Regions from separate parts of the Mus musculus genome. Here regions 1, 2, 3, 5, 6 and 7 are each linked to region 4. Evidence: chromatin contacts called from public ChIA-PET and promoter capture Hi-C data. All regions are on one chromosome and are shown on one strand. The core of a region is the stretch at or near the end of the contact, and the rest is flanking DNA. Distances in the headings are between cores, read along the strand shown.

Region 1 (2,700 bases), core at 86-2,585, 720 kb before region 4:
ATCTTGTGTGAACTCCACTTATGGGAAGATTCATCAGTTCTTCATACCCCTTCCAGAAGGTTCTGGGGTGGCATTCCATGAAGGGCTCAGTAGTCCTGTGCAATGGACAGGGCCATTTGCTAGTTACAAAGCCGCGGGTAGGAGGAGGACAGCAGTTGGACATTGATCTAGGAGGGAGGAGGGATAAAGAAAAAGGAACACGTCCTAAGGTCCAGGAAGCTTGGGCCCTCTGGAACCAACTCACCCTGGCCCTAGGAATCTGGTAGTGTTAGTGCTCTTGCTGCTTTGGACATTCTGGTTCACTTCCCCTGACCTGACATGTGGTACCCAAGATGTATCCCAAATGAGCTTAGGGGTCCTTTTGTCCAAGATATCCAAGTGAGAGCACGACTTCTGGTATCTGGGGGAGACTTTGTAGTGTCGAGCGAAGTCGAGCAAAGTCGTCTTTACTTCTGACCCGGGACCTGTAGGATGGGGCAGCAATGAGGGCTTTCAGGGATGGTAAGACTGGAAAGTTGTCTGTCTGTCTGTCTGTCTGTCTGTCTATATCCACCCACCTCCCACCCCCTGGTCACCTCCTGCAGACATTAAGACTGTTTTGAAAGAGCGCTAGCCATAGAATTTTACAAGAGTATCAATTCCCTGTGTGGCTTCTGATTGTTCATTCCTCTTTAAGCTGTAGAAGGGATCCAGAAATGGAAAGGAGCAAGTCTGATGTGCTGGGAAGAAAAATTCTACCAGAGGCGGGAATCTTACTTAGAGCCGCCATGCAGAAGAGGGCGCTGGGTGGGGCCCACCTCCTCGGCGCGTTGGGCGTCGCCGCTTTAAGACCGCGGCGGCGCGAGCAGGTCTATGGTAATGAGCCGCCGCCACCACCGCCGCTGCTCTGCAGAGCTCGCCCGCCCGCCCGGGAGGCGAGGGAACGCGGGTCTGGGCCCGGGACCCCGGCGACCGGTAGCTGCCGCGGCGGGGACGCAGGGCGCGAGCGGGTGGCGCAGGGCCATCGTTGGCAGCCGGGCCCGGGCCGGAGCGTGAGGCTCCGCAGACGCAGGTGGGCGACCTTACGCGGGCGGAGGGGACATTCTGGGGCTCGGGACCGGGGGACCCGGCAGAGCCAGAGATCCTCGCGGCCCGCGGGCGCAGGTAGAGAACGCTCAGAGCGCAGGTGGAAGCGCAGCGTGAACCCGCAGTGGTCGCGGCGACTCGGGAGCGGGCCCGGCTTCGAGAGTGGTGGGAGCCCGGCGCATCGTGGGCTAAGAGCGCGGCCCCGCCGAGCCATCTGGGTGCAGGCCCAGTGGGACGTACAGGTGGCCCCCGGGGACCCGCGCCCCGGCCCGGGCATGAGGCGCGGCGGGGCCGGCAGGAGCCGGAGGAAGAGCCGCCGCGGCTGTTGACCCGGCTGGCCGGGAACAGGGAGAGATGCGGAGCCGGGCTGCCAGCGCCCCCCTCCCAACGCCGCTGCTGCCGCTGCTACTGCTGTTGCTGCTGCTGCCACCGTCGCCACTACTGGGAGATCAAGTGGGGCCCTGTCGTTCTCTGGGATCCGGGGGACGCAGCTCCTCTGGGGCCTGCGCCCCCGTGGGCTGGCTCTGCCCAGCCTCTGCTTCGAACCTCTGGCTCTACACCAGCCGCTGCAGAGAATCGGGCATTGAGCTGACCGGCCACCTGGTGCCCCACCACGATGGCCTGAGGGTTTGGTGTCCAGAATCAGGGGCTCATATCCCTCTTCCGCCATCCTCTGAAGGCTGCCCCTGGAGCTGTCGTCTCCTGGGTATCGGAGGACACCTTTCTCCACAAGGCACGCTGACCCTGCCTGAAGAGCACCCTTGCTTAAAGGCCCCACGGCTCAGATGCCAGTCTTGCAAGCTGGCACAGGCCCCAGGGCTCAGGGCTGGGGAAGGCTCACCAGAGGAATCTCTGGGTGGGCGCAGGAAAAGGAATGTGAATACAGCTCCCCAGTTCCAGCCTCCCAGCTACCAGGCCACAGTGCCTGAGAACCAGCCTGCTGGTACCTCTGTTGCATCCTTAAGAGCCATTGATCCAGATGAGGGTGAGGCGGGTCGACTTGAGTACACCATGGATGCCCTCTTTGATAGCCGCTCCAATCATTTCTTCTCCTTGGACCCAATCACCGGTGTTGTCACCACAGCTGAGGAGCTGGATCGGGAGACCAAGAGCACCCACGTCTTCAGGGTCACTGCACAGGATCACGGTATGCCCCGACGGAGTGCCTTGGCCACGCTTACCATCTTGGTGACCGACACCAACGATCACGACCCTGTTTTTGAGCAGCAAGAGTACAAGGAGAGCCTCAGGGAGAACCTGGAGGTTGGCTATGAGGTGCTTACAGTCAGGGCCACCGACGGCGACGCCCCTCCCAATGCCAACATTCTGTACCGCCTGCTGGAGGGGGCCGGAGGCAGCCCCTCAGACGCCTTTGAGATCGATCCTCGCTCGGGGGTGATCCGAACCCGCGGCCCTGTAGACCGGGAGGAAGTGGAATCCTACAAGTTAACAGTGGAGGCGAGTGACCAGGGCCGGGACCCAGGCCCGCGGAGTTCCACAGCCATTGTTTTCCTGTCGGTGGAGGATGATAATGACAACGCCCCCCAGTTTAGCGAGAAGCGTTATGTGGTCCAGGTGCGGGAGGATGTGACCCCAGGAGCCCCAGTTCTCCGAGTCACCGCCTCCGATAGAGAC
Region 2 (2,700 bases), core at 182-2,681, 890 kb before region 4:
TCGACTGCTAGGCGTTTCTCCTTTCTAGTAAAATGCTAACATAACATATGCCAACACTTGAGACCCCCCCCCAAAAAAAAGAAGTGGTATTATCTGTGAAAAAGATTTACAGCCCTTTTAAACCTGTATGTTAATTCCTGTGCCATTAACTTTTTATAGCATTCTATGAACTCTCTACAACAAAGGGGGGAAACTAAGTGTCAGGATTTCAACCGATGAATCTGGGTGGAACAAAGACTTCTCCTCTCATTATGCAGTGAGAACCAAGTTGCCAAAAAAAAAAAAAAAAAAAAAAAGCTCCCCTCAGACGACACCCTTCGTAGTTACTAGCTGCATGTCTGGATGTACAGGGGGGAAATCATCAGGTCAAATACTGCCGCTGCCTACTTGGTTCCTACCCCTTTGCCAAAGGCGTCGTCCCAGAGCTAGAGCCCCAATCTTTTTCTCCCCAATACAGCTAAGCAGCTTAACCCTCTGAGTTCCATAACCTCCGGTGTCTTACGCAGGCGTCCCCGGGAACAAATCACGTTCGAAATTCAGTCGATGCCCCTGTCCCCACCCTCCCAGACCCCACAGGACTGCTCCTAACAGCCACTGGCCTGGCGTCAGAAAGGGCAAACCCGGATCCCCCACAAACCCTCAACCCCGCCACTCCCTACCCATTCGCCGGCCAAGGCGAGCAGGGAAAGGGACCAGCGCGCAGCCCTCAGTCTCGCCCCAGCCCAATAGAGGGGCGAGGCAGATGCAGCCCAGTCAGCCCTCCTCGCGCCCCTCAGCAGCGGCGAGGTGGATACTCCATACCAGGGCGAGGGGCATCGCCCAGCCGCCCGAATCAGACTGGCAAGTAGGGGAAGGTGTGGTCCAGCAGTGGCGGCCTGGATAGATTGCCTGGCGGGTCCCAGGTCCTGTCCCCGAGACACCCGGGCCTCGCCCGCATCCCATCTTCTCGCAGTCGCCACCAAAGCCTACCCAAGACACTCCTCCCGGCTGCGAACGCCGCCCAAGGGGCTGTGGGGTCTGCGCCGCATCAGGCTAGTGACAGGTGGCGACGGGTGACCATGGCAACCCACGGTGCACGGCGGCCCGCCCCCGCCTCCTGGAATCCGCTCACCTGAGAGCTCCGGGCGGAGCCGGCAGAAGCGGTGGAGGAAAACGCGGAGGAGAGGCCGGCGGCCAGAGCCCCGAGACAGCCAATTCCAGTCTAAGGCGCGAGCGCGAGGGCGGCGGTCTGGGCTAAGCAGCCCGCACGTCAATCCATCAGCTCGTCAGCCGGTCCTGCTCGCGTCCGCCCCGATCCCGCCTCCGACCGCTCCGCTCCGCGGACTGCGGTTGTCAAGCGCCGCTGGAACGGAGCTCCAGCCGCCAGCTGCAGCCAATCACTGCTCGTCCCTGGAGCCGCCTCAGGACCCCTCCTCGCGAGGCGGCTAGGCAGGTGCCTGAGCAGAAGAGTCGGCTGGGCCAGCCCAGGAGGGTAGGGCGGGGCCTAGAGGCGGGGCCTAACACGGGGGCGGGCAGAATCTAAGACTGACGCCTGGAGGCTCCTGGCCCTCGCCTTCTCTGCTCTTATGGTTTAGGAGATGACTGTAAGGAGAATGTAGGCCCAGAACCTTCGGGTGACGCTATGTTATGTCCCAAAATAGCGTGGACAGGTGTGGTAGTTTGAATGAGAATTGCCCCCATACTCATGCATTTGAATGCTTGTCCCCAGTTACTGGACTGACAGGAAAAGATAAGGATAGCAGTTCTCAACGTATGGGTCCCAACACCTCCTAGGAGGGTAACATATCATATAATTTCAATTCATAGCAGTAACCAACTGGTCTGAAGTAGCAACGAAAATAATTTTATGGCTGGGGGTGAGGAGGCCACCAAAAGATGAGCAACTGTATTAAAGAGTCGCAGCATTAGGAAGGTTGAGAACCACTGGATTAGGTGTGAACAAGTTGGAAGAGATGTCACTGAGGGTGGTCTTGGAGGTTTCAAGAGCCAGTCCTTTCTGGCTTTTTTTTTTTTTTGTAAGATTTATTTATTATATGTAAGTACACTGTAGCTGTCGCCAGACACCCCAGAAGAGGGCATCAGATCTCACTATGGATGGTTGTGAGCCACCATGTGGTTGTCAGGATTTGAACTCAGGACCTCCAAATAGAGCAGTCAGTGTTCTTAACCGCTGAGCCATCTCTCCAGTCCCAAGCCAGCCTTTTCTTCGTTTTATGTCTGGTGCTTGTGGATCACGTGTAAGCTGTTAGCAACTGCTCCAGCATCAGGCCTCCCTGTCTGCTGGCACATTCACTGCCAAGACCGTCATGAACTAACCCTCTGGAACCCTGAGCTAAAAATTAAATGCTGTCTTTTATAAGTTGCCTTGGTCGTGGTGTTTCATCACATCAATAAAAAAAGTAGCTAGGACAACCTGTCTGACACTTCCAAATGTCTTCTGTGCACTGGGTTTGACTCTTAATTCTACTCCAACGATTAACTAATAAAGCTTAAGTGAAATAAATACTCCTTCCTTGCCCTTTTCCGTACTCCATCTCCCTCCATGAAAACCATCCCCTTCCAGGCTCTCCATGTGTAAAGCTAATCCTATCTTGAAGCACTTAACAAGGCTGCTGTTTTGAACTGCCCTTTTATTTACAGTAGTAACCTCACTCCTACACATTTGTGTAGTAGTATTCCCCCAGATACGTACTGCTCAAG
Region 3 (2,700 bases), core at 67-2,566, 910 kb after region 4:
TTGACTGAGGAATATGGAAGGGCTGAGAAGCACTTGAAAAAATATTCAACATTCTTAATCATCAGAGAAATGCAAATCAAAAGAACCCTGAGATTCCATCTCACACCAGTCAGAATGGCTAGGATCAAAAATTCATGTGACAGCAGATGCTGGGGAGGATGTGGAGAAAGATGAACACTCCTCCATTGCTGGTGGGATTGCAAACTGGTACAACCACTCTGGAAATCAGTTTGGCGGTTCTTCAGAAAACTGGACATAGTACTACCAGTAGATCTAGCAATACCTCTCCTGGGCATATACCCAGAAGATGTTCTAACTGGTAAAAAGGACACATGGTCCACTATGTTCATAGCAGACCTATTTATAATAGCCAGAAGCTGAAAAGAACCCAGATGTCCCTAAACAGAGGAATGGATACAGAAAATATGGTACATTTACACAATGGAGCACTACTCAGCTTTTAAAAACAATGAATTTATGAAATTCTTGGGCAAATGGATGGATCTGGAGTATCACCCTGAGTGAGATAACCCAATCACAAAAGAAATCCTTTGATATGCACTCACTGATAAGTGGATATTAGCCCAGAAACCTAGAATACCCAAGATAGTTTTTTTTTAAACAAGATTTGTTTACTTATTATGTATATGTATATGTATATGTATATGTGTATGTGTATGTGTATGTGTATGTGTATGTGTATGTGTGTGTATATGTATAATGTATATGTATATGTATATGTATATGTATATACTGTAGCTGTCTTCAGGCACACCAGAAGAGGGCATTAGATCCCATTTATAGATGGTTGTGAGCCACCATGTGGCTGCTGGGAATTAAACTCAGGACTTCTGGAAGAGCAGTCAGTGCTCTTAACTGCTGAGCGATCTCTCCAGCTGCATTTTTGTTTTTCTAGTTCATGTTTTGATACACCTTTGTCCAAAAGTAGATATTCAATCCTACACAAGTTTATCTCTGTGTCCTCTACTATGCTATATTGATCTACAAGTATGGTTTCATTCCAGTACCATGCTGGCTTGGTCAGTATGGTTTAGTAGTATAGTTTGTGGTCAAACGGTGGGGACACATACACAGAAACAGACCCACGGGTATTTTGTAGTTGCTGCTTCAATTGAGAAGCACTGTTCTATGGCCAGGAAATATCACTCAAATTACTGTAAAGTTCACCAGAACTCAGATTGGTGTGTCAGACCTTCTTTAGCTTCCAGAAACCAGCTTAGAATAGGCTGGGAGTGGAAGCCTCTGCAAGTTCACTGAGGAACAGTTGACTATCTGAGCCTAAGAGAGAACACTCAGTCTCACTTCCTCACTCTTCTCGCTTGGGTTTCCTGTCGTCACAGCATGATTGTATTTTTTCTCTCTTCACTTCTCCTTTTACACAAATAGACATAGACTTCTGGGTTACAGGCTGTGCTGGCCACCTAAAAGATAATCAGTGAATTCTACCTGAAGTACTGAGGGACACTGCCTTCAAAAGGTAAGATTTATGACTTTTAACAGCTCTAAATCAGCTAATAAGGCACATAGCATTTTGAGAGTCTCCACACATCCCTTTAGTAACTTTAAAATGTGATGTGTTTACAAATATTTAGATCAGCACTTCCCTTAGGCAACTGGGCTAGAAATACTTTGATTTAATTGGTGTTTTATTTTCTGATATCTCTTTGGGCCTAAGTATTCATAAGCTTACATTATTATGCCACTTGAATTGCTTACTGTATATGGTGGTTTCTAATGCTTGAAGTTTTTGAGGTGAGATGAGATGAAATTGGGGAGATCTTCTATGTTGTTTTTTCTTCAAAAACTTGAAGTTTCATTTTAGAGCAGGGAGGAAAATCATAACCAGAGTGATTTAGAACAGTAGCCAGAAGACATGTTGTCTTTGTTTGAAAACATTTTAAAGGAAAGTTAGTGCTGAGAATGTCATGTTTTGATATAAGATAGATACAAAAAACCTGCAACATAGGTGTTCTGCAATGTACTTCATGTATTTTATTCCTATGGCTTAGTTTGGGGGAAGGTAAACATTGTGATCTGAAGGGCTTCTTTCTTCACTTTAAATGGTCTGTGATACACAAAGCTTGAACATTGACAAATTTCACATAAAATGTGCAGCAGAGAGGAAACCCACATAACTTGATACAGTAATAGTTTCCAACTTGCAAGCCATTCTAGGGTGTAAGTATTCAGCAAAATGATAGTCAAGCTTTGGTCAATACAAAATGTCTGTATCAGGTCTTTCTTGGTCCAAGAGCTGTGAAGAGCTCATTTGATTATAATCTAAAAGGGAGAAAGTAAAGTATCCATGTCCACATTTTCTCACCTAAAATTCAAGGGAGATGATTGGGAGTTAGTTGCAGCTTGTCAGAGCCACCCTCAGAGGCTACTAAACCTTATGTTTATAAATAGTGACCTAAGTGAACTAAGTTAAAAACCATGGGTTAGGCACCCTTTGATGTCTGACAGTATACTGTTGATACAGAGGAGAAATGAAGAAGAATGGAGAATTTGCCCAGTAATAGTTTTTTCCATGAGGAGCTTTTCTTGGTAATCATATCTATTAGAAGATTGAGCCAGAGAAGAATTTTATCTGCTGTGTGAGCAATGTTTTGCTTTCTCAATCTCGATCCAAATCTTCACTGCTTTGAAACTGGTTGATTAAGAGCAGATGCCAAACTG
Region 4 (2,700 bases), core at 159-2,658:
CAAAGGAATGAAAAAGGAGCCACAGGAAACAGCTAGATGCGGAGTATACTAGAGAGCTTTGAGGGAGATTGTGGTCATTGAGAAATCCCAATGGTGAGATAGATGGCTGAAATCTCTTTTTGGAACATTTCAGAAATGTAATTGTAGACTGTTTGCTATGTGATGTAACCTCTCCCCTTTGACCAACAAACCTTCATTAAAAGTTCTGCTACATGTTATAGCCTCATTTTTTGTGGTTTAGGAGTAAGAGTTGGAAAGAGAAAGGGGCTGATGTGACTACAAGAGCTAAAGAAACAGTTGTAAGACTGGAATAGTGAGTAATGTTTCAGATGAGGCAGCAAACTAGAGCCAGAGATGACCATGAAAACCTAAGTCCCCTCAGTAATTCACAGAAATCCTGGGGACAACATTGTACTTTCCACAGGACATAGGAATTGGAGCCAATGTCATTTGAATGACTCTCAAAGGATAAGATACCGCAGTTGACCCCAGCTTACGAATAGGCTTTCCCTTCCCAAATGGATGGGTTCTTGGAAAACATAAATATGCCACATGCACCTCTACCATCCCAGGGCCTTTATACGGGGGCTGTACACAGTAGAATCCAGAAACTGTGCGAGTCCAAACTGAACGTTCTGCACTACACTCACTGAGAGTGGAGCTGGCAGGGAGAGCCTACTGCCTAGAGAGCATGGAGCAGGAGAACCCATTTGGCTGGGACTTTTTCTCAATCTGCCCTGTTCTCTGCCCTCTGACCAACCCATCAACCTTATCTTAATGACCTCTTCACATCAGCACTGCAGCCTGAAGGTCTTGTAAACAGACAAGGCCCAGGAGGAGATGGTGATGGAGGTCATAAAGGGTTGTGTAGAAACCAGACTGCTCTCAGCTTGTTCTGCACCCCTGTGAAGTAAAAAAGCAAACACTGTCCCCTGGAAATGGACTTCTGGCCCAAAGGGCCCAGGGTGTGGGCCGGGAGTAGGCTGTCTCTAACACTGAATTTTCCCAAAAAGGGCCGGGTAAAATGTGTCCGGTGGGACTCTGGTTTATGCTCCCAAGCATCGCTCTTGATATGCCATCTTCCCGATCCCCGATGCTCTGCCACCTCCCCATGCTGAGGTTTCCTGGGGAGTTGGTAGTCCAAAGACCCTTAGTCTTGTGGCATCTTTATAGGAGTCACACTCGGCTCAATAGGGCTGATGGCACCACCTGGCGGCAGACAAGGTTCAACTACTCACCCTGGGACGTTCATCACCGAGGCGCAGGAAAGGAGGGGCGATTCCTGCGGCCCGGCCCAGCATGTTGACGTCACCAGAGCGCGCCATTTGTCCCCGCCTCTTTCCGCCCCCCTCTCCTTGGGGCTGCCAGTACTTGACGTGGCGTCTCCGCCCTCTACCCTTACTTTGCGTGCGTGCTTGCGTGTGGCGGAGGTGGCTGCGCGGGCAGGTCGGAGCTGCGTGCTGTTGCTTCTGGTTCTGTGGCCGCCGTCGCTGTCCGGCAGGCTCCGGTCTCGGAGCCGACGAGGCGCGCGCGCGCGGGTCCCAGCCCTTCGGAAGCCCAAGCAGCTCGGCGCGGGGCCTGGCGGGAAGGCGGGCGAGCGCGTGGCCGAGGGCGCCGCGCGGACGGGCGGGCGCCCGTGAGGGAAAGAGGCGGGGGCGGCGGGTTAGCCGCGGGCCGGGCCGGCCGGGGGATGTCGATGCCTGACGCGATGCCGCTGCCCGGTGTCGGGGAGGAGCTGAAACAGGCCAAGGAGATCGAGGACGCCGAGAAGTACTCCTTCATGGCCACGGTCACCAAGGCTCCCAAGAAGGTGCGGGGCTCTGGGTGGCGGCGAGGGCCCTCGAGGAAGGGGCGCGAGCAAGCCCCGGGCCCGGACTCGGGTAGTTCGGGACTTAGGGCTAGGGTTTGGGGTGCTCAGGACCATTGACACGATGTAGTGGGTGGCCGGTGAGCGGCGATGGGCCTAGCTGGAGCCAAAGAGGCCGCTCTGACCTCGCTTTTCTTTGTCCCTCGGCCGGAGTCCTCCTGGATCTTACTGAAGCCCGACAGGGCCAGGCCTTAAATTCGCGACTGACTTTTCCTGGATGGAGGGCCTTGAAGACGAGATTGGGAGGGGGTGAGCGACTCAGCTGACCCCTGTGACCTGTCCAGGGGATGAGGTTGTGCAGGAAATTTCCCCTCAGGTGAGTGGGGGAAATCAGGCAGCTCTTTTTCAAAGCATCTTCTTGGGGGAGAATTGGCCGTTCGACCAACAACTGCGTGATCGCTTAGAGGCAAGAGGAAAGAATCGTATGAACTGGTTTATGCAGCTGACGGTTCTAAAAGCAACAAGAGATGGAAAGGCAAAATGGTAATCGCCGTGCAGTCTTCCACCTGCTAGGAAGTATGTGAGAAAGGAAAATTTAGAGGTTGGTGACAGTAGACACTGTCATGGATGCAGGTTGATCGCAGTCATGTGAATAGATCACTTAGACATCCCTCCAGAAAGGAGCTTGGGTGGGTTGGGGAGGTGGGTGGGAAGAAATGATTGCTCATTCTTTACTGCACTTACAAGTTCAGCCTATTGTGCTGGGGGTTGAGCTCAAAGGACATCCTTCTATGGCTCTTGGAAAAGGTGATCTATGGAGGGCTGAGTCTAACTAGCTCTCTCAGTGGTAGGGTCGGGGTCTCCAGTGCTTTCTGTCGAACCTTTGCTGACCC
Region 5 (2,700 bases), core at 172-2,671, 690 kb before region 4:
CTTCAGGACGAAGGTCTCCCGCCGAGGACTGGGTTTCCCTCTGGGGCTGGGCCTTCCAGGGCCTGTACCAGCCCTCTCCCGATCTTTCAGGGCACACTCCTCCAGCTGAGCCGCCAGGCGGTTGGCTTCATCAAGAATCTCTTCCAGCTTCTCTGGGCTGAGCGGGCCCAAGCTAAACCGCACACCCTGGAGGGCGGGAGCTACTTCATTTGGGTTACTCCGATGGGCGAGGCCCCGTCGAAGTGGTTTCTCTGGACTCACTAATACTGTTATGTCTTCTTCCTCATGACTGAAAAACAAATATGGCACCATGCTGGACAACAGCTAGCAGAAGGCATTCCTGTCGGCGAGTCGGGGACAATCCCCAACCCTGACTCCATTTTGGCCATGAGAACTGCTTTTAGGTGAGGAAAACTTAGTTCTACTCCCATTTTCTGAGACAATGTCTCAACTCTATAGCACAGAATGATCTCAAATTCAAAATCCCTCCTGCCTTCTCTCTCTCTCTCTCTGTCTCTCTTTCCCTCTCTCCCTCCCCCTCTCTGCACTCTAGTCTATCCTAGGAGTGTGGGGGTGGTTTGCAGGGCATGCCTCAACATGCCCAGGGACATTCATCTTTCATTTACATTTACCCCTAAATTTCCCTACAGCTTCTCTGTTCTCACCAGCATGTGTTCTAGAGGCCCAATTCTACCAGACTACTGCCATCAGAGGGTACCATACTCTGCTAGATTACCAACCACGGTTCTAGAGGCCCATAAGTTAGCAGTAAAGGGTTACAGATGTATTGCCGGAGGAAAATAATAAATGGATAAATAGGCTGGTACCTGTCAGATGGAGACAGCCCTCCGAAGTCCAAGGTCTCGTCCACAATGAACTTGATATCTGAAGGGATGAGAAGAATAAATGCCAGCTATCAGTTCTTGACAGACAGACTCTCAGGGGCCCGTTCCTCCCTCCATGGCTTCCTTACCCTCTTTCAGATCCTCCATGCTCAGCCAGCATAAGCGAGTCGGCTTAGACCTGAAAGAAAACATGCCTACCTCAGGTGTCTATCATCCTGCCTTAGGGCCCCATCAAGACTCGGAGTGCATTAGCTGGGGTGAAGAGGCATGGTGGTGGTAAAGCAGGATCAGCACGTGTCCCTGAAACTAGTCCGTTATATTAGGGAAAGGTGCAGAAAGCTCGACACCTGATGTGCAATCCGCCAACTTGCGCCCTGGCCTCTCCTCAGTCGGTCAGTCTTCACCTCCATCCTTACTATTATCCGAAATTTCGCTCCCCCCCTACCCCACCCATTTTCCACTCCGCGGCACCACATCCCCGCCACACCTCCAGCGCACACTCGGTTTCCACTCCCCACCTCGCTTCACAGTCTACGCAGGAAGCTTTTCTTCTACAATCTCCCAGTTCCCGGGAAAGGGCTCCCGAGGGGCGGAGCTTCGTTCGAATTTCTTAGGCTCCACCCAGTCCCGCCACAAACGCACAGCGATTGGTGAGTCCAAGGGGGCAGGGCTGAGTCGGGAGCAGTCGGGATGTCAGCCGGAGAAGATTGTCCCTTGGACCAAAGGGCACTTCCCAAAAAGGGTAGGGGGCTACAGCGGAACGGCGGGAGGAGCCGTGAGTGCGCGGTGGCGTGTACCGGAGCGCCTCCTTCTAACCGCGAGTCAGACAAGGGGAGAACTGTCGAACCAATGTAGGCTTGGAGCCCCGCCTCTTCCCCCACCTCCTGGATTCCAGCATCTGAGACTGGGTTTCCTTGCTGGGTTTCTCGCGTACTTGCAGAGACCACCAAATAGACCATCTCTCCAGCACTGGAGCCACAAGATTTCTTCATTTAGCATAAGGCCACTTCTCTGAGATATCTGGCATTTTTTTCTTCCTGCTTCAACCCCAACCCCCAAACGATGAGTATGAGCAGCTATTTAAGAGTTTAAATAAATAACAAAGAAGTCATTCTTCCAGGCAAACAGTAAGTAGTAATAATAATAAAAGATGTCAGAGCTGTGCTCCCTAAGTGCAAAAGGATTACCTATTGCTAAAGATCTTGTTCGTGTGAAGAATTTATTTCTTCGCCAGGATGCTGGAGATGTGTGCACTTTAATGGTGGGCCTGTAAAAGTTCAGCAAATAGCATGGTCTGGCGCATCCTTAGAGCACAGTCACTACCACCTTCTACCCTAGGCTTGCTTCAGGTTGGAAAGAAGCCTTTGCTGTTGTGAATGTTGTTGACTGGCTATGACCAGACCACTCCTCTCCATTCACTGATACACACACACACACACACACACACACCATCTGTTTCTTTTCCCTTTGTTTTTTGCTATTTTCTGAGACAGAGACTAGTGTAGCTCATGCTGGCCTTTGAATTCACCATATAGCCAAGGATGACCTTGAAGTCCCGACCCTCCTGCCCCTACCTCCCAAGTGCTGGGACTAAAGGCCTGTGCCACTCTACTCTAGGACCATCCTCTGAGACATCTGCAAACATCTGCAAGCATCTTCAGGAGTTCTGTTGCGCCTGCTTCGGAAAGACCATCACAGCTGGGCCTGTGGACGGTTTACCTTCCGTCATAGAAGGAGGAGGTGGGACAGAAGGTCACGGGACCTTCACCTGAGTATGCAGCCGTCCCTCTCAACCAGCTGTATGCAATTCTGTCCTAACTGCAGATGGTTTGGGGGAAGGGGCTAGAGGATAGAA
Region 6 (2,700 bases), core at 49-2,548, 660 kb after region 4:
GCCTTCAGCGTCTGTCCTAGGATCTGCAGCCCCTTAGAATGGCGGGAGAGCTTGAAGATGCGGAAAACCCTTACTAGGCGGATGACTCTCAGGATGGCCAGCGACATGGCCTGCTGCCCATTACCTTGTCGTTCAGCCAGCTCAGTGCCCAGAGTGATAAAATAAGGAATGATGGCCACAATGTCTATCAAGTTCATGATATTTCTGGAGAAGGTGGCTTTACTGGGGCAAGCAAAGAACCGCACCAGAAGCTCAAAGGAGAACCAGATGATGCACAAGGTCTCCACCACGAAGAAGGGGTCCGAGAAGCTGGAGGCTCCAGAAGGGGCCCCCGACGTGCTGTTGTTGGCAGCCTCAAACACGTCCTGCGACGGGGAGGCGGGATAGTCTTTCTCATCGCGAAACTCGGGAAGCGTCTCCAAGCAGAAGATGACAATGGAGATGAGAATGACCAGCACTGACACAATGGCAATGCCCCGGGCCGGCCCGGAGCTCTCCGGATATTCGAAGAGCAGCCACACCTGGCGCTGGAAGTCACGGCGGGGCAGGGGTCGCTCCTCCTCCCGCAGGAAGCCCTCATCCTCACGGAACTTTTCCATGGCCTCCTCACCCAGCTGGTAAAAGCGGATCTCCTCGGAGAAGATGTCGATGGGCACGTTGACCGGCCGGCGAATGCGGCCCCCGGACTGGTAGTAGTAGAGGATGGCGTCGAAGCTGGGTCGGTTGCGGTCGAAGAAGTACTCATTGCGGAGTGGGTCAAAGTACCGCATGCGCCGCTTGGGGTCGCCCAGCAGTGTCTCGGGGAACTGGCAGAGGGTCTTGAGCTGCGTCTCGAAGCGCAGCCCAGAGATGTTGATGACCACACGCTCGCCGCAGCAATCTTGCTCGCCCGCGGCGGGCAGCGCGGGTGGCAGTGGCTCGTAGCGGTCGCAGCCGCCACCGCCGCCGCCACTGCCACAGCCTCCCTGAGGCGGGTCCCCGCCACCGCCTCCCGCCGCCTCTGGCTCCAGCAGGTGGTCCCCGGGCACCACGGTCATGTCTGGCGGCAGCTCGGCGTGGCCGGGGCTCTGCAGGATGCGCGCGCCGCCTCCTGCGGGGTCCGGTGCAGGGTGGGCGCGGTGATGGGTGGAGGGCTGCGGCGGTCGAGCGCGGGAGGCGGCGGTGCTTTCCTTCCCTGCTGGCGGCTGCCGGCCCGAGTCGCTCCTCCTGGAGCTCCCCGCCCCACCGCCGCCTCTGCCCTACGAGCCCGGCCCCGCCGCCTGTTGCTGCGGCTGCCGCGAGGCTCTGTCTGGGCTGGCGCGGCCCGCGGGGCTGCACGGTCCAGACGCCTCCTCCTCCCTCCTCCGCACCCCTCCCCGCGGGGCGCGCGCCCGCCTCTCTGCCACCGCCCCCGGGTTTCCCGCCCACCGCGCGCGCGCGCTCCGCTTCCCGCTTGCCACCCTTGTTCCTCGACCTTCTTTGTCACTGGATCGCCGCCAACTTGCACCCCACTCCCCAGACTCCGCGGAACCCCTACCCAGCCACGCTGGCCTTGGAGGAACCCGGCCGCCTGACCTCGTTCCTGGGCTCTGCTTGCTCGCTCCTGGTCAGCGCGCGTTCCCTTCCCGCGCGTGGTCGAGACCTAATCTCAGGGCTGTTATACCCACGCAAGGACCACACCTCATCCCTCGAAGGGAGGCCTCCTGGCCCTTGACACTTTGCCAAGAAGGGCAAGTTCCACTAGAGTAGGTAACAAAAAGTCCCAAGCAAAGGAGGCATCCAGGCATCCAGACCCTGAATGTCTTGGGAGGAGGGGCTGCAGGCTAGGTTGTCTGGGCTAGTGCAGGATAGGATAGTCTGGGGCCAGCATCCGGATTTAGAGGGGTAGAATAATGCTAAAACCTGGGTGTTGGTGCAGTAAACGATATTTTTGGACAGGAAGCAATGGGTTAATGGGTAACATGGGGTCTCAAGTCTTCCCAGCAGTCTAAAAAGAGGGTCCTTAAAGGCATCTGGAGACCTCATTTTTATAATGGTTAGCTCAGTGCGGGCAGAATCAGGGGCAAGTTTCTGGTTGGGATTAGTGAGGGCAGTGGAAAAAAATAAGAGGGAATGGTAAAGAAAATTCACCACACCTTACTGTGTGACGAACAGGCCCAATACCTAGCGTTTAATTAACACAATGATACCTGCCCTTGCAGTAGGGAACTCGAGAAAGTGTATTTTAGCTGTTAATGTGGGAAAGCCTTCATTTTGCAGATTGTGCCTCTCTTGCTTGATATGGGCCTACAGAAAATATTATCTCCCTTAAACTGTTTCTCTAAATTGTGCTGGTTGCTTTAAACATAATTTCTGTTCCCAGACATTTAGCTACCCCAAGTATAAGTACCAGAGTTACAAAATTCTGTTACCCCCTTGAATCATTGCAATCGTTTGCAAAAGAGGAACTATTGTCTAGACATTCACTCATTCCATGAAGTTAGCTGAAAATTCAGTTTGATGTAAGAGTGATCTGTCGTCATGTTTTTCTTACCCCCTCTCCCAACTACTAAACTATGATAAAGAGGGCTTGCCCAACTTCTGTTGTTAGCAACTTGGAAATCCTGGGATCTCAGCATTTGTTTGTTGTACTGAATTCTGCAACAAGTGATGCTTTGTATTTATTTCTGTCTGCTCTGGGGAGATATTTCTTCTTTTGAGTTCAGGACCCTATTGTGATTC
Region 7 (2,700 bases), core at 128-2,627, 960 kb before region 4:
TACATAGACTGACTCGGAAAAACAAAAACATCACAAAAATCTTCCTATGTTGCCTCAGTTTATGAAAAAAACCTGCGTTACTCTATGACTTGTCGGTGGACACCAGTTAGTTTGTATCATTTTCTCATTGCCTCAACTACAACACATGTACTCCAGTGCGCACAATAATAGTATATAAAAAAACATACTCATACAATAATAGAGGACATTTTGTTACTGAAACATATGCTCCTTTAATCCTTACAAAAACTCTTGGAAAGGGCACCACTGTCTCAATCCCAGAAAAAACGGGTAACATGCCCATGGCCTCTGAGCTCTGAGAGGTTCCTTGGAGGTTAGGGTTCAAAAGCGGGTGAGGAAACTCTGCTGGGTCTTATCACACAGGTGGGAAAACCAGAAAAGGGGCTTCTCACAGGGGCGGCCTCTGGCTTAGCTCTTAAGATGTGCAGGCTGATTGACAGCCACGAAATGGAAACCCTCAAGAAAGTCACTGATTTCAAAGAATCAGAGGTCTAACCAACCAGCCAAGCAGGACTAACCGGGTTAAGGGAAGTCAAATTCTCGGTTATCTTAGAAGCGGGAAGTCGCTATTTAGCTCACGCGTGTTCTTGTCCTTTCCTGGCAATTGAGGTTGTTTTTTTCTGTTTGTTTGTTTGTTTGTTTTTCGAAACGAGGTTTCTCGGTGTATCCTGGAAACGCTGTAGACCAGGCAGGCCTCGAACTCAGAGATCCGCCTGCCTTTGCCTCCGGAGTGCTGGGATTAAAGGGTGCCCACCGCCCACCAGACAATTTTCATTTCCAATATGTGCCCAGACAACGCTGAGAAGAGCACTTTTATAATCAGTATCATGGAGAAAACCTGACGTTTTGCACCTAATTATAAACCCACAGACTTACAGCATCAACTAACTTAATATACTCAAATTAAATTTGGAGTTTCATACCATTACTCCAACAAATCCAATATATATATATAATTTTTTGGCCGTCAGTATTTGTTGCAGATTCTGCCAAGGTTTCAGATAACACAAGCAAGGATGCTCTTGCCCCAGGGTGGGCCGCTCGGTATATTCGCAGGGTTAGCCGAGACAAGGGGAATGACTGGCGGGCGCTGTCTACCCGCGTAAGACGGAACAGGGAATCGCCACGGGCCCAGGCCCCGGCACCTCTCACGCTGCCGCGCCGCCTCCCACGCAGACCCGCGGGCCGCCCCGACACACCGAAGAGCGCCCACTCACGTCGAGGGTCCTGCCTGCTCTTTCAGAGGGACCCGGGCCAGCCCGGCCGCGGAAGACGCCGAGCCGCCTACCTCAAACACGGTGCACTCGGACTGGAGTCCCGAGCGGACTCATCGACTCGCTCGGCCCGCAGCTGTGCGGCCTTCCCGCGCGCGTTGCTGATTGGCTGCGCCGCGGGGGCGGAGGCGGGGGCGGGACCAGGCCGCGCTCCTCTGCTCTGAAGTAAGGGCTTTTCAATTACCCAACCACCAGTTCAGTTCAGACGGTCGTGGCTAAAGGAGCCAAGTACGTCTAAATAAGTAAATAAGTAATAAGTAAATAAGGAAAGAAAAGAAAGAAAGAAAGAAAGAAAGAAAGAAAGAAAGAAAGAAAGAAAGAAAGAAAGAAAGAAAGAAAGAAAGAAAGAAAGAAAGAAAGAAAAAGAGAGAGAGAGAGAGAGAGAGAGAGAGAGAAAGAAAGAGGGGGGAGGGAGGGAGAGAAGGAGAGAGAGAGAGATAGAGAGAGAGATCTACTTCGAACATAACTTTCTAAGTGGAAGATAATGGTTAACTAGTACTATATATAGTGAGGGAGGCAAATGGGAGTTTGGACGTAAGGTTTGTTTTGTGTTTATCTTCAACTTCTGGCTTTGCAGTTTCCAAAGTGTCCAAAGAGGAACCCCACCCCAGAAATGAATACAAAAACTAACTGGCAATGAGACACTGTTAGTATTTAATTTGGTATTCTTGGGTATACATACATCATTTACAACTTTTTAAGATTTGTAGTCGTTTTAGATTTATTTCATATGTATGAGTGCTTTGCTTCATATAGTATGTGTTCCACGTGCGTGTCTAGTACATACAGGGGTCAGAAGAGGGGGTTGGATCCCCCTAGATAGGAAGTCCCAGATAATTGTGGCACCAACACGTATTTTCTTTTTAATTCTGATTGTGTTTCTGCATATGAATGCAGTTGCCAGCAGAGGTCAGAGCTGCAGTTGCCAGCAGAGCATCAGGTACCTGAGATGCAGAGTTATCGGTGATCTTGAGCCACAAAACTCGGTTGCTGGAAACCGAACTTGAGTTCTTTTAACAGCTAAGCCACTTCTCCAGCCCCATTGCTACTGTGGCTGGTAGCCTTTCAGATGTAGATGATAAGATCCTACTGCTGTAGCAACCATGTGTGTACAGAAGTCAAGATGGAACTGGACTGAATGCTTACTCTGGAAGGTTAGCTTTCATAACATAAGGATGCCTTATGGAAGAAGTCACCAGCAGTCTTGCCCTGCTGTGACCTTGTATGTTACCCGGCTGCCCTCCCAGGCAAGATGTACCCACATTTGCAATAGTGGCAAACTGTTAAGTGGGTAGCCATCTTCTTTCCAGCTTGATTTGAGGCCCACTCCATAGGAGGGGATTCATGTCCGGCACAGTAGACCTGATCAAATCTGCGTCTGGGAGGTCAATGCCCTAGGGGGGAA

Evidence for each region. Promoter capture Hi-C pulls out the DNA fragments that hold promoters and counts their contacts. ChIA-PET counts read pairs in DNA pulled down with a chosen protein or histone mark.
Region 1: a contact with region 4 is called in an RNA polymerase II ChIA-PET map of memory CD8 T cells, with 6 read pairs. The contact joins the promoter of Celsr2 here to the promoter of Ahcyl1 in region 4. A contact is called at or near these places in 2 of 39 promoter capture datasets (hematopoietic stem and progenitor cells and liver) and 1 of 115 datasets of contacts at active chromatin or transcription factors (memory CD8 T cells).
Region 2: a promoter capture Hi-C map of liver shows a contact between it and region 4, with 6 times the contacts expected there. The contact joins the promoter of Wdr47 here to the promoter of Ahcyl1 in region 4. A contact is called at or near these places in 4 of 39 promoter capture datasets (liver, neutrophils and pre-B cells) and 1 of 115 datasets of contacts at active chromatin or transcription factors (astrocytes).
Region 3: a contact with region 4 is called in an RNA polymerase II ChIA-PET map of memory CD8 T cells, with 24 read pairs. The contact joins the promoter of Cd53 here to the promoter of Ahcyl1 in region 4. A contact is called at or near these places in 1 of 39 promoter capture datasets (pre-B cells) and 1 of 115 datasets of contacts at active chromatin or transcription factors (memory CD8 T cells).
Region 5: a promoter capture Hi-C map of pre-B cells shows a contact between it and region 4, with 6 times the contacts expected there. The contact joins the promoter of Psrc1 here to the promoter of Ahcyl1 in region 4. A contact is called at or near these places in 7 of 39 promoter capture datasets (cranial neural crest, erythroid cells, hematopoietic stem and progenitor cells and 4 more), 3 of 484 Hi-C or Micro-C datasets (CD4 T cells, the G1E-ER4 cell line and cortical neurons), 2 of 115 datasets of contacts at active chromatin or transcription factors (memory CD8 T cells and pancreatic cancer cells) and 1 of 9 other capture datasets (liver).
Region 6: a contact with region 4 is called in an RNA polymerase II ChIA-PET map of memory CD8 T cells, with 8 read pairs. The contact joins the promoter of Kcna3 here to the promoter of Ahcyl1 in region 4. A contact is called at or near these places in 1 of 39 promoter capture datasets (the C10 cell line) and 1 of 115 datasets of contacts at active chromatin or transcription factors (memory CD8 T cells).
Region 7: a contact with region 4 is called in a promoter capture Hi-C map of liver, with 5 times the contacts expected there. The contact joins the promoter of Clcc1 here to the promoter of Ahcyl1 in region 4. A contact is called at or near these places in 3 of 39 promoter capture datasets (liver and pre-B cells).

Annotation. Positions count from the first base shown.
Region 1 is chr3:108,414,214-108,416,913 of GRCm38.p6, reverse strand. It overlaps Celsr2 (cadherin, EGF LAG seven-pass G-type receptor 2), which reads left to right and starts at 1,335. Exons shown (of 34, transcript NM_017392.4): 1 at 1,335-2,700. The coding sequence starts at 1,420. It overlaps Gm52630 (a long non-coding RNA gene), which reads right to left and starts at 893. Exons shown (of 3, transcript XR_003954680.1): 1 at 757-893; 2 at 245-464; 3 at 1-95.
Region 2 is chr3:108,590,009-108,592,708 of GRCm38.p6, reverse strand. It overlaps Wdr47 (WD repeat domain 47), which reads right to left and starts at 1,431. Exons shown (of 15, transcript NM_181400.3): 1 at 1,112-1,431.
Region 3 is chr3:106,788,765-106,791,464 of GRCm38.p6, reverse strand. It overlaps Cd53 (CD53 antigen), which reads left to right and starts at 1,316. Exons shown (of 8, transcript NM_007651.3): 1 at 1,316-1,498.
Region 4 is chr3:107,695,268-107,697,967 of GRCm38.p6, reverse strand. It overlaps Ahcyl1 (S-adenosylhomocysteine hydrolase-like 1), which reads left to right and starts at 1,408. Exons shown (of 17, transcript NM_145542.4): 1 at 1,408-1,810. The coding sequence starts at 1,691. It overlaps Gm40121 (a long non-coding RNA gene), which reads right to left and starts at 1,743. Exons shown (of 3, transcript XR_003954675.1): 1 at 1,239-1,743.
Region 5 is chr3:108,382,559-108,385,258 of GRCm38.p6, reverse strand. It overlaps Psrc1 (proline/serine-rich coiled-coil 1), which reads right to left and starts at 1,421. Exons shown (of 8, transcript NM_019976.3): 1 at 1,333-1,421; 2 at 974-1,023; 3 at 828-885; 4 at 1-289. The coding sequence starts at 992. Gm12522 (predicted gene 12522) reads left to right here and starts at 1,518. Exons shown (of 3, transcript NR_040560.1): 1 at 1,518-1,972; 2 at 2,463-2,700.
Region 6 is chr3:107,034,760-107,037,459 of GRCm38.p6, reverse strand. Kcna3 (potassium voltage-gated channel, shaker-related subfamily, member 3) reads right to left here and starts at 1,298. Exons shown (of 1, transcript NM_008418.2): 1 at 1-1,298. The coding sequence starts at 1,037.
Region 7 is chr3:108,652,590-108,655,289 of GRCm38.p6, reverse strand. It overlaps Clcc1 (chloride channel CLIC-like 1), which reads right to left and starts at 1,377. Exons shown (of 12, transcript NM_145543.2): 1 at 1,310-1,377.